Regions from separate parts of the Ovis aries genome. Here region 2 is linked to region 1. The links are chromatin contacts, called in public Hi-C maps. All regions are on one chromosome and are shown on one strand. Each heading gives the region's core, a stretch centred on a gene start, on an enhancer-like site or on the middle of the called end of the contact. The rest is flanking DNA. Distances are from core to core; before and after follow the strand shown.

Region 1 (5,681 bases), core at 3,043-5,542:
AACAAGGCTTTGTAACACAAATGTCCTGGGGTTTCCACTGGTGTCTTTGGCTTCTGACAGGTATTTTTGGGGATGCTCCATTTCTCCGATGACGCCTGTGTGGTTCAGAGCGAGGAGGGCCTCCCCGGAAGCTCCCGGCTGCCCCAGGCACATCATTTGGAAATTGGCAAAGACATACACTTTCCGCCTCGGAGGGTGGATTGGACTTTTGGAAACACCTAAAACAATTCAAGGGCAGGGCTGGAGGGTTAGTGAGTGATGAACTTCCGAGCTCTATTTTTGGTCAAACATCCACACGTGACAAGCTGTGTGCCGTGATTGAGTGCCATTTCCCTGAGTTAGTGGCACCCTGGCAGGACAGGTCCCCACATCCTCCTGTGGCCGGATGTCATGAACCTCACTCCACAGTCAACTCTTACTACACTCCTGGGAAGAAACTTGGTGTGGAATATGACCACGGACACGTGGACCGGATATAAACCCGTTTTCCGAAAAGTTCTCGACGTTGATTGTTCAATATTGAGGACACGGATACGTAAATTCTTGCTGACCGTCATCTTTGATGTTACTCCTGTTCAGTAAAGGTGACTCCATGCACTTGTAATCATCATGTACCTTTATTAGTCCTTTGAGATAAATAACTTAAGAAAAAACACCTTCTGTGGAGGACACGTCTTCACTTTTGGTATTAGAAAACATGGTCAGCAGATTTATACAGAGTTCTTTGTAAAATACGTCAGAGATTCTTAGGACATCAGAGCTTTGATCCAGTCCAGTCCAGCTAAAGAACATTTTACCGAAAGGCCTTGAGATCCAGAGAGCAGAAGTGATGCTCAGGGTTTCGTGATGAGCTAGGTGCTGAAGGCAGCTAAAATAATTGGAGTTGCTCCCAGAACTGAGGTGGGATGACCAAGGGCACCGATCTTATTGGCATGTCCCACATGCATTCGGATGTTTTTGCTTCCTTCTCTAAGTTACTGCCTCTGCACCAAACACAAAAACCTTATCTCCATGTAAGGGTAACTTCATAGTTTGCAAGGATATGCTGCTTTTCTTTAAGGAAAAAAAAAATTGTAAGGGAGAAGATAAAGTCTATGGAATTTATGCAGAAATACAAGAATGCCATGCATTTGAACAAGACCAGGTTTAGTCACTGTAGGTTTATCTTCTCAGATCCAGATTAGTAACTGGGTTTAATGACTCAGGCCTGCTGACTCCCAGGCCTAAGGCCAAAGTCAAGAGTCTGCCTGCAGCCCCAGGGCCAGCCCTCAGGGAACCAGCACCTCCTCCTTCCCTTGCTTCTGTTTCCCCATCTGGGTCAAGATGGGTCATCTGGGCATGGCCAGGCCTCCCCAGAGGAGAGTGCAACATACATGCAGTTTGTATGTTAGAGGTGGGCTGGCAAGAGAGGCCGTGGGTGGGGGTGACCTGTGCAGGAGTGGCACGTGTGAGTGGCAGAGAGACAGACCACCTGGCTTCCTGAACTGAGAATTCGCCTTTTTGTTCTAGTGAATACTTCTAATTCTAAAATACAATCACAGGACTGAGCTGAAAGAGACCCTAGACCAGGGCCAGACCCTTGATGGCTGGAGACAGAGAGGCTCATACAGGGTCAAGGAGATGGCCAAGGTCACAGAACAGCAAGCTGCTGGCAGGACGGGGGTGGGGAGTGGGGGGGAGCAGGGGGGCTGGCTGGCCTTCCCTCCACATGAGGCTCCCACTAGGATCCCACACTCGGAGACATCCGGTTACCCCCACTGGAAGGAAGCCCAATAGCAGGGGACAATGATCGCCACAAGGACTGGTTGATTGATGGGCCTGGGAGAGCAGGGCAGCAGACAATGCTCCCTCTTGGCCTTGGCACTGGACACAGGAGACTTCCGGAGTTTGAGGGAAAAAAATCTGCGTGTCACTGGAACAAAATGTTTCTTCACAGAGCGGGGACAAATCCCAGAGTGTTCACCACGAAATCGAAGCTGTCCCACTTAGTGCCTGGGGCTGTAATGTTCTCAGATGGGACTGTTTATTGCATTGTTAATCTCAATCCCTCCTAGGAATTAAACTTGCTAGGGTGGAGTAACACACCCCCACCTCTGCACCCCCCCGCACTCCTCTTGCCATCCACCCCCCCACCCCCCGCCTCCCTAGTGGTACCTGGTACTCAGTGGTTGCTCAAGGACTGTGTAAAGAATAAATTGATCAGGGTGACCAAGAGTAAAGGCAGCTGTCATGTCCCCTCACATATGAGGACTTGCTGCTCTTTACCCTCTTCTGTCGTCTGTCTTCTTGATTCTGTGGAAGCCATGCATGGCCCAGGGAAAGCTAGGTTACTCATTCACTTCTGCATTCATCAAACTAGTACTCTTCACAAAGGAGGTTTTTGTAGCAGTGAAGATCCTTGGGTCATCTAGTCCCGTTTTCTCCTGAGGCCCAGAGAAGGGAGGTAACTTACCCAAGATCACACAGCAAATTGAGACCAAGGTAGACTATAGCACTGAGCTCTGCCAGGCTCGTCCCCTTCACTGTGTGGCTAGCGCTAGTTTCACACCTTTTTACTCCCACCGGCAGCCCTCAGGTCAGTCACACCCTACATTGGGACATAATGGTGTCTGTTGGACTTTGTCTACAAGGGAAGGAACATTTTAAATGCAAGGGGAAAAAAGTGCCCCACGTGCCTCCCTAAGGTCGGCAGTGGTGGTGAGGGTGGGCAGCATCTGGGAGAGGCCAGTTCTCCCACCAGGGTCTTGGCTGCACTCCTGGGGACTCCCAGTTTCCCAGTTTTTGCCGTATGTATTCCTCCTGTAGACACTGTTGTTGTGTTGGGACTCACGTAACTCTCCCAAAGCGAGCCAATCACAGCTGCCCTCAGAGAAGTCATTGATAAGCACCACCCAATACCCTGACAGACTTTATTATCTTAGGCTCCAAATCACTGCAGATGGTGACTGCAGCCATGAAATTAAAAGATGCTTGCTCCTTGGAAGAAAAGCTATGACAAACCTAGATAGCATATTAAAAAGTGGAGACATGACTTTGCCAACAAAGGTCTGAATAGTCAAAGCTATGGTTTCCCCAGTAGTCATATATGGATGTTGGAGTTGGACCATAAAGAAAGCTGAGCACGGAAGAATTGATGCTTTCGAACTGTGGTGTTGGAGAAGACTCTTGAGAGTCCCTTGGACTGTAAGGAGACCAAACCAGTCCATCCTAAAGGAAATAAATCCTGAATATTCACTGGAAGGACTGAGGATAAAGCTCCAATACTTTGGCCACCTGATTTGATGAGCCCACTGATTAGAAAAAGACCCCGATGCTGGGAAAGATTGAAGGCAGGAGAAGGGGACGCCAGAGGATGAGATGGCTGGATGGCATCACTGACTCAACCAGCAGGAGTCTGACCAAGCTCCAGGAGGAGATGGTTAAGGACAGGGACGCCTGGCGTGCTGCAATCCCTGGGGTCGCAGAGTCGGAAACGATTGAGCGACTGAACAACAATACAAAGGACAGTGGATCGCCCGGTGGCTTGCAGACCTGTTACCTCCCACCCCTTGCCCTAACGCCCTTAGACGAGTCTGGTTTAAGCGCAACGTGCCTCTTCGCATGTCCTCGGCTGCCTGCTACCTTCTAGGAAGACACCCGGACATGTCAGACGCGGTTCAATACGCTCAGCGGCTCGAGAGCTGCCCAAAGCTGTGCCTCTTAATTTGCCCGCTGACCACTGCCCCTTCTGCCTCCTGCCCCACTTCTTCGTGGGGTGGAGCTGCTCCAGGATCACCTCCAGGTCCTCCCACCGGCATATACAGACGCCCCGCAGAAAGAAAGAAGGGCCCGGGGTCCGCCAGGTGGGGTCCACGTGGCCCGCTCGCGCCCAGCGATTTCCGTTCTCTGCCCGAGGGCACGCGGCATTTGATGCCAGGTGGAAGGAGAGCGCTGGCTTGGCGCACAGGCTGCCATCCGGCGGGCGTTCAGAGGCAGGTTTTGCAATCCTTCGGCTGGCGTGCGAGCGGCTACCCGCCTTAGGCGGCCAGCCAGGCGCGCGGAGCCCCGGGGAGCCCGCGGCTGGTGCGCATGCGTGGGCCGGCGGCGGGCCCGGGAGGGGCGGGGTTGGGCGGGGCTGGGAGGTGCTGACGTTGATCCGCCGGCGACCCCCACCCCTCCCTCTCCCCGTCCCGAGTTGGCCCCGCCCCCTCCCTGGGAGGACGCCCGGACGGAACCGATCGCGGCTGGTTTGAGCTGGTGTGTCTCCATGACGACACGCGCGGCGCTATAAGTAGCGGCGCGGCGGCGCGCCGGGCTTTGTCAGTTCCCCCTCAGCCTCCGCCGCCGCCGCCCCTCTGCCAGCGCTCCGGCGCCACCTCGGGCCGGCAGTCCTCCGCGGGAGGGAGCGAGGCGGCGGGCGGCCGGGCGAGCGGCTGACGGGGGCGGCGGGGCGGCCGGCGGGTCCTTTAGCGCTCGGCGGCGGCGCGTTGTCTCCATGGGGTTGGCCCGCCGCGCCCCTGCGCTCTGAGGTAAAAGAGGGGTCGCGTCCGGGCGGTAGGGAGGCCGGCGGGCGGGCGGGCTGGCGCGGGTGAGGGGCGGGGGGTGCCGGCCACGTGTCCCGGAGGCCGGAGCATAGCGGGCCCCTGGAGCTGCGAGGACACGTGGTCGCAGAGCCCGGCCCGTCGGCCTTGGGGGTCCCGGGTGGAGCCGGAACCCGACCCCTCCCGGCTCAAGGGCAGCCTGGCGCTGGGGCGGCCCAGGGTTCACCTTTTCTGAACCACGTCAGTGAGGGTTTTCTGAGCCGGAAGCTCTTTGAGGAGATCGATCCTTCAGCCGCTATTTTTTTTAAACCCATGTGGTGGTCCGGCAGCAGGTGCAGGAGGAGGCAGGAGGCGAGCCCGGCACAAGTCTCGGGGTGCCGGCCTCCCGTGCACGTGCCGTTCCGCCGTGTTGCCCTGGAATTTCCTTTTTTTTTTTTTTCAGTCCCCCCCCCCCCTGCTGTGTGTACAGAGCGAATGGCCCAATATAGAAAGCCACTCAGATCGCTAGAGCTGAGATAACCCGTGTGTAACTGATACTGCTCGGCCGGACTTAGAAATGTTGATGGAATCTTTGACTTGGTGATTTAGGAAAAGTCCTTAGATTATTAAGATCAGACGAACGACTAAGACGTAGGAGCCAGTCACAAGATTTTCCCCAAACGGCCGACTGTTTGAGAATCCGAAATAACGAGGGAAGATGTGGGGAGCAGAACCTTTTAGGAGTGTCTAGTAGGGAGGACAAAATGTGCTAATTTCATTCAAACCTAAAATTTAATCGATTTGTAAAATTTTCAGTTGCGGTTTGAGTTGGTACCTGTCTAACGTTTCCCAATTGGCAAAAAATAATTTCATACCAGAGAAGGACCATGTTTTGCTAATCCATGTCAGTTTAAGTAACGTAGCCATATAGAAAAAAACACCCAAAGGTGTTCTAGGGTGAACTTTCTCTGTATCAAAAGTTACTGAAGAAAAGCTTTGAAAGATACAAGGAAGCAAAATACTTAATAGTGATGTGTTTCAGAGAAATACACACTTGTAAATTTAAGCCTGAATGTTGTCTTTTTTTTTTTTTTTTTTTTTTTTTTTAAAAACCCTAAACGGCCCAGTCTATCACTGGTGACCCTATTTAAATGTTAACTTTTGTAGACAGAATGTGTGTGC
Region 2 (5,929 bases), core at 2,695-5,194, 220 kb before region 1:
ATAATCATCATGGTGTGATCACTCACCTAGAGCCAGACATCCTGGAATGTGAAGTCAAGTGGGCTTTGGAAAGCATCACTACGAACAAAGCTAGTGGAGGTGATGGAATTACAGTTGAGCTATTTCAAATCTTGAAAGATGATGCTGTGAAAGTGCTGCACTCAATACGCCAGCAAATTTGGAAAACTCAGCAGTGGCCACAGGACTGGAAAAGGTCAGTTTTCATTCCAATCCCAAAGAAAGACAATGCCAAAGAATGCTCAAACTCCACACAATTGCACTCATCTCACACGCTAGTAAAGTAATGTTCAAAATTCTCCAAGCCAGGTTTCAGCAATACGTGAACCATGAACTTCTAGATGTTCAAGCTGGTTTTAGAAAAGGCAGAGGAACCAGAGATCAAATTGCCAACATCCGCTGGATCATGGAAAAAGCAAGAGAGTTCCAGAAAAACATCTATTTCTGCTTCACTGACTATGCCAAAGCCTTTGACTATGTGGATCACAATAAACTGTGGAAAATTCTTCACGAGGTGGGAATACCAGATCACCTGACCTGCCCCTTGAGAAACCTATATGCAGGTCAGGAAGCAACAGTTGGAATTGGACATGAAACAGACTGGTTTCAAATAGGAAAAGGAGTACGTCAAGGCTGTATACTGTCAGCCTGCTTATTTAACTTATATGCAGAGTACATCATGAGAAACACTGGGCTGGAAGAAACACAAGCGGGAATCAAGATTGCCGGGAGAAATCTCAATCACCTCAGATATGCAGATGACACCACCCTTATGGCAGAAAGTGAAGAGGAAGTAAAAGCCTCTTGATGAAAGGGAAAGAGGAGAGTGAAAAACTTGGCTTAAAACTCAACATTCAGAAAATGAAGATCATGGCATCTGGTCCCATCACTTCATGGCAAACAGATGAGTAAACAGTGGAAACAGTGTCAGAGTTTATTTTTTGGGCACCAAAATCACTGCAGATGGTGATTGCAGCCATGAAATTAAAAAACACTTACTCCTTGGAAAGAAAGTTTTGACCAACCTAGATAGCATATTCAAAAGCAGAGACATTACTTTGCCAACAAAGGTCTGTCTAATCAAAGTTATGGTTTTTCCAGTGGTCATGTATGGATGTGAGAGTTGGACTGTGAAGAAGGCTGAGTGCCGAAGAATTGATGCTTTTGGTGTTGGAGAAGACTGTTGAGAATCCCTTGGACTGCAAGGAGGTCCCACCAGTCCATTCTGAAGGAGATCAGCCCTGGGATTTCTTTGGAAGGAATGATGCTGAAGCTGAAACTCCAGTACTTTGGCCACCTCATGCGAAGAGTTGACTCATTGGAAAAGACTCTGATGCTGGGAGGGGTTGGGGACAGGAGGGGAAGGGGACGACAGAGGATGAGATGGCTGGATGGCATCACCGACTCGATGGATATGGGTTTGAGCGAACTCCGGGAGTTAGTGATGGACAGGGAGGCCTCGCGTGCTGCGATTCATGTGGTCGCAAGGAGTCAGACACGACTGAGCAACTGAAGTGAACTGAACTAAACATAAATACATGGGAGAAACTCGGGGAAACTACTCAGTTATTCAACGCACCAAAACGGTCAAAACCCTCACCTTAAATGCCATCATTGCTGCTGCTGCTTAGCTGCTAAGTCCTGTCCAATTCTTTGGGACTCCATGGACTGTAACACACCAGGCTCCTCTGTCCATGGAATTTTCCAGGCAAGAATACTGCTTGTTGTTGTTCAGTCACTAAGTCGTGTCTGACTCTCTGTGACCCCACGGACTGCAACACACCAGATTTCCCTGTCCTTCACTATCTCCCAGAGTTTGCTCAAACTCATGTCCACCGAGTCAGTGATGCCATCCAACCACTCCATTCCCCGTTACCTCCTTCTCCTCCTGCAAGAATAGTATAAGAAGGCAAAAAGAACACTGGAGTGGGTTGCCATTTCCTACTCCAGAGTTATCTTCCTGACCTAGGGACTGAACCTAAGTCTCCTGCATTGGCAGGTGGATTCTTTACCATTGAGCCACCTGGGAAGTCCAAATACCATCTTTCAGTTCAGTTCAGTCACTCAGTCGTGTCCAACTCTTTGCAACCCCATGAATCACAACATGCCAGGCCTCCTTGTCCATCACCAACTCCCGGAGTTCACTCAGACTCGTGTCCATCAAGTCAATGATGCCATCTAGCCATCTCATCCTCGGTCGTCCCCTTTTTCTCCCGCCCCTAATCCCTCCCAGCATCAAAGTCTTTTCTAATGAGTCAACTCTTCGCATGAGGTGGCCAAAGTACTGGAGTTTCAGCTTCAGCATCATTCCTTCCAAAGAAATCCCAGGGCTGATCTCCTTCAGAATGGACTGGTTGGATCTCCTTGCAGTCCAAGGGACTCTCAAGAGTCTTCTCCAACACCACAGTTCAAACGCATCAATTCTTCGGTGCTGAGCCTTCTTCACAGTCCAACTCTCACATCCATACATGACTACTGGAAAAACCATAGCCTTGACTAGACAGACCTTAGTCGGCAAAGTAATGTCTCTGCTTTTGAATATGCTGTCTAGGTTGGTCATAACTTTTCTTCCATGGAGTAAGCGTCTTTTAATTTCATGGCTGCAATCACCATCTGCAGTGATTTTGGAGCCCCAAAAAACAAAGTCTGACACTGTTTCCACTGTTTCTCCATCTATTTTTTATGGAGTGATGGGACCGGATGCTATGATCTTTTCTGAATGTTGAGCTTTAAGCCAACTTTTTCACTCGCCTCTTTTGCTAAAGACAAAAAATTGTTTTGGGCTCTGCTTTGAGACTTCAAAGGCAAGGAAGGCAACTGACATGGAGATTAAAAAGCAAATGTTTGGTAAACAAATAAATGCTTGCTGGGTACCTCAGAGACAATGGGACAGGTGGAAGAATTTTAACAGACTTTGCTAGGTTCCTCCCTGTCCACCACACCTAGTTCATGCTATAGTTATCTCTGGTGACAGCTCCCTTCCTAGAACAGGTCCTCTGGCTACATTCTGCTAGACAGAGAATGGGAAGGTCAAGTCTCTTCCCATGTTTTTTGGACTGTGATTGTTTTCAGATGGAACTAATGCACATCCCAAAGAGACATGTCGGGGTGGTGAGTTTTGCTCTTCTGGATGAATGCCAAATCCAAATGATGGGACTTTCCTGGTCCCTGCGGTGGATAGGAATCCGTCTGCCAATGCAGAATTCCATCCGGGTCTGGGAAGATCCCACATGCTGCCGAGCAGCTAAGCCCACCCGTTGGCCGCATCCACTGAGCCTGCAAGCCCAGACTTCACAAGAGAAGACACCGCAGTGACATCAAGCAGCGCAGTGAAGCCCAAGCATCACGAAAGAGCGCCACCCCGACCCAACCTCCGCAAGTAGAGAAATCACACGCAGCAAAGAAGACCGATTGCAACCAATTGATAAATACTTCCGAAAAAAATCCAGATGGGAAAAAAATCTTCATTTAATCATTTAATTTTCATCTTTGGCCACTCCATGCAACACGCGGGACCTTAGTTCCCAGAGCAGGGATTGAACCCGTACCACCTGCAGAGGAAGCCCAGGATCGTCGGGGCAGTCGCCCCCAGTTTTTCTTTTTAAAATACATCTCCAAAAGCATTTATTTCTATGGGAAGGTTGCAGAAACACTGGTGAGAACAGAATTTTACTGCCACCCCGCATTTGCTCACAGGTCTCCTTCTCTACTTGGCTTCATTGACTGGGAGCCCCCCGCCCCATTCCCGAAGGCTTCCTCAGCCCGGCCAGCCACGCCCTCCGGGGTACCTCAACGCTTCGGCCCGGGAAGCGACCCTAAGAGCTTCCTGCGTCTCTGCCATGAGGAGGGAGAGCGGTTTCGGCCCTCCCCATCTTCACATGTCTCCCAGGGGGCTGCCATCTCTCCGAAAGCCTCACCAGATCCTCTCCCCTAATTCCGTCACTTCCGGAGTCGGCCATTTTTTTCTCCCCGGCACCCGGAAGTGCGTAATCACCCAGCGCCGGCGCTCGCGCCTCACGCTGCTCATGCGCTCCGACAGGCTTTCTTAAGTTTCTGATGCTCCCTTGCTCCGCGGAGAGAGGGTCCCGGACAGGAACGGGGCTTGTTGCCTCCTCGGCGCCGCCATGCAGGTCTCCAGCCTCAACGAGGTGAAGATTTACAGTCTCAGTTGCGGCAAGTCCCTTCCCGAGGTGAGTCAGGTCGGGTCCTCCTCCTCGCGGAGGCCCCTGTCTCCTCCGCTCCGTCCCTGGCAGTTTCTGCTGGCCTCGGGCCGGCCCGGGTCTCGGGGAGGCTCAGAGGCGAGGCATGGTACCTGGGGAAGCTGATCGGTGCTGGGAGACGACGACCGTGCTGTTACCATGCCAGAAATTGGGCCTCGGGGTAATCAGGATGGATGAGTTTTTCTTGAACTATCTTGGGGGAAAGTTCTCTAGACAGAGGAAGTGTCCCTTTGGACTTGTATGGATGTTCAGAGCCGCTGCTACAACCAAGGAGGAAAACGTGGACAGTTTGGTTGACAGATATTTCTCCCCCGTTTAAATGCCCCTCATCAGCTTCCCTGGTGGCTCAGACGGTAAAGGATATGCCTACAATGCGGGAAATCCAGGTTTGATCCCTGGATCCGGAACATCCCTTAGAGAAGGGAAGGGCAACCCACTCCATTGTTGTTGTCTGGAGAATCCCACGGACTGAGGAACTGGTGGGCTACAGTCCCTGGGGTCGCAAAAAAGCCGGATAGGACTGAGCGACTAACACTTCGACTTTTTTCAGCTGTTCTTGAATTTCTGTTATATGCCAAGTTCTAGAAATACAGCAGTGAAGGGAAATGCAGGCTTTGCAGCTGCAGAATTTATGACATGGACACATTTTTGAACCTTGTTGAAGTTAACTTCATATCATTGAGTCTTTAGACGCCAAAACTGAAAGGGGCTTGGAAAGTCAGCGATTCTCTTCCAATCTTTTCATGTTAGAAATATGCAAATTTCCAGGGAGGGAAAAGGTGACTTGTCCAGGGGTCACACACCTAGGCTCTGACGCTTCAATGTTATTTCTTAAGAGTGATGGTCAAGCCACCGTGGAAGCACTACCAGTGAGAAGAAAATTTGGCAGAAGCTCTTTTCCACTTGAGACTACTTGTTAGACAGTTGTTTTTAAAACATGGCCCTTCCTACATGCTACCATTGGTCTGAGTTCTGCCGTTGGAAATCAGAATCAGTGTAGCTTTTTTCTTGTGTCCGACCCTAAAAGGTTTGGAGCCAAGGATCAGTTTCTTCTTAGAATTCAGGTTAAATAACTCCTTCTCCGGCTGTCACACAGCACGATCCCTCTCAGTTTGTTCTCCTCCGTGCATTTCCTGGGACGTGAGTACGTGCAGGCAGTCCTGAGCTAAGTGTTGGAATACGTGATGAACCGGTCAGATATGGTTTCCTGTTGGAGAAAAAGGTAATAAGTAAGCAAATAGAACAACTTCAGATACCGATAAGTGCTTTGGCTGCTGAGTGTCTATAAGAGAGCTCTTGTGGATGAAGTGTTCTGAGAAAGTGGTTTGGACTAAAGCCTTGAGGGCAGTCTTCTCTGCAAGAGGCAACCTTTGAGCAGAAACTTGGATGATGAAAAGGATGGAGTCTTGTGGCGATAAGGGGAAGAGTTTTTTTGTGCTGAGAGAACAGGTGTCAGTGACCTGCAGTGGAATGCACTTGGCACATTGGAGACACAGAAGCACCACGGTGGTGGCTGTGGAATGCTCAGTGGGATGGGAGAAGGGGGCCAGATGAGACTGAAGAGATGGGCCTTGTAGGCTCAGGTAGAAAGTTAGGGTTTTATTCTTAATGCTTATGGAAGCTATTGTTGGGTTTCAAACTGGCTACTCCGTGTCAGATTACTGCAGCTGGGGAGAGTGAGTGGGGATGAG

The links. Hi-C and Micro-C count contacts between places; a contact is called where the count stands out from the background.
Region 2: a Hi-C map of liver shows a contact between it and region 1, with 3 times the contacts expected there. The contact joins the promoter of ATP6V1C2 here to the promoter of ODC1 in region 1. A contact is called at or near these places in 7 of 16 Hi-C or Micro-C datasets (blood, hypothalamus, liver and 3 more).

The regions. Positions count from the first base shown.
Region 1 is chr3:19,602,137-19,607,817 of ARS-UI_Ramb_v3.0, reverse strand. It overlaps ODC1 (ornithine decarboxylase 1), which reads left to right and starts at 4,292. Exons shown (of 12, transcript XM_015094220.4): 1 at 4,292-4,508.
Region 2 is chr3:19,825,473-19,831,401 of ARS-UI_Ramb_v3.0, reverse strand. ATP6V1C2 (ATPase H+ transporting V1 subunit C2) reads right to left here and starts at 3,944. Exons shown (of 13, transcript XM_027966523.3): 1 at 3,807-3,944. NOL10 (nucleolar protein 10) reads left to right here and starts at 4,005. Exons shown (of 21, transcript XM_004005682.6): 1 at 4,005-4,208. The coding sequence starts at 4,143.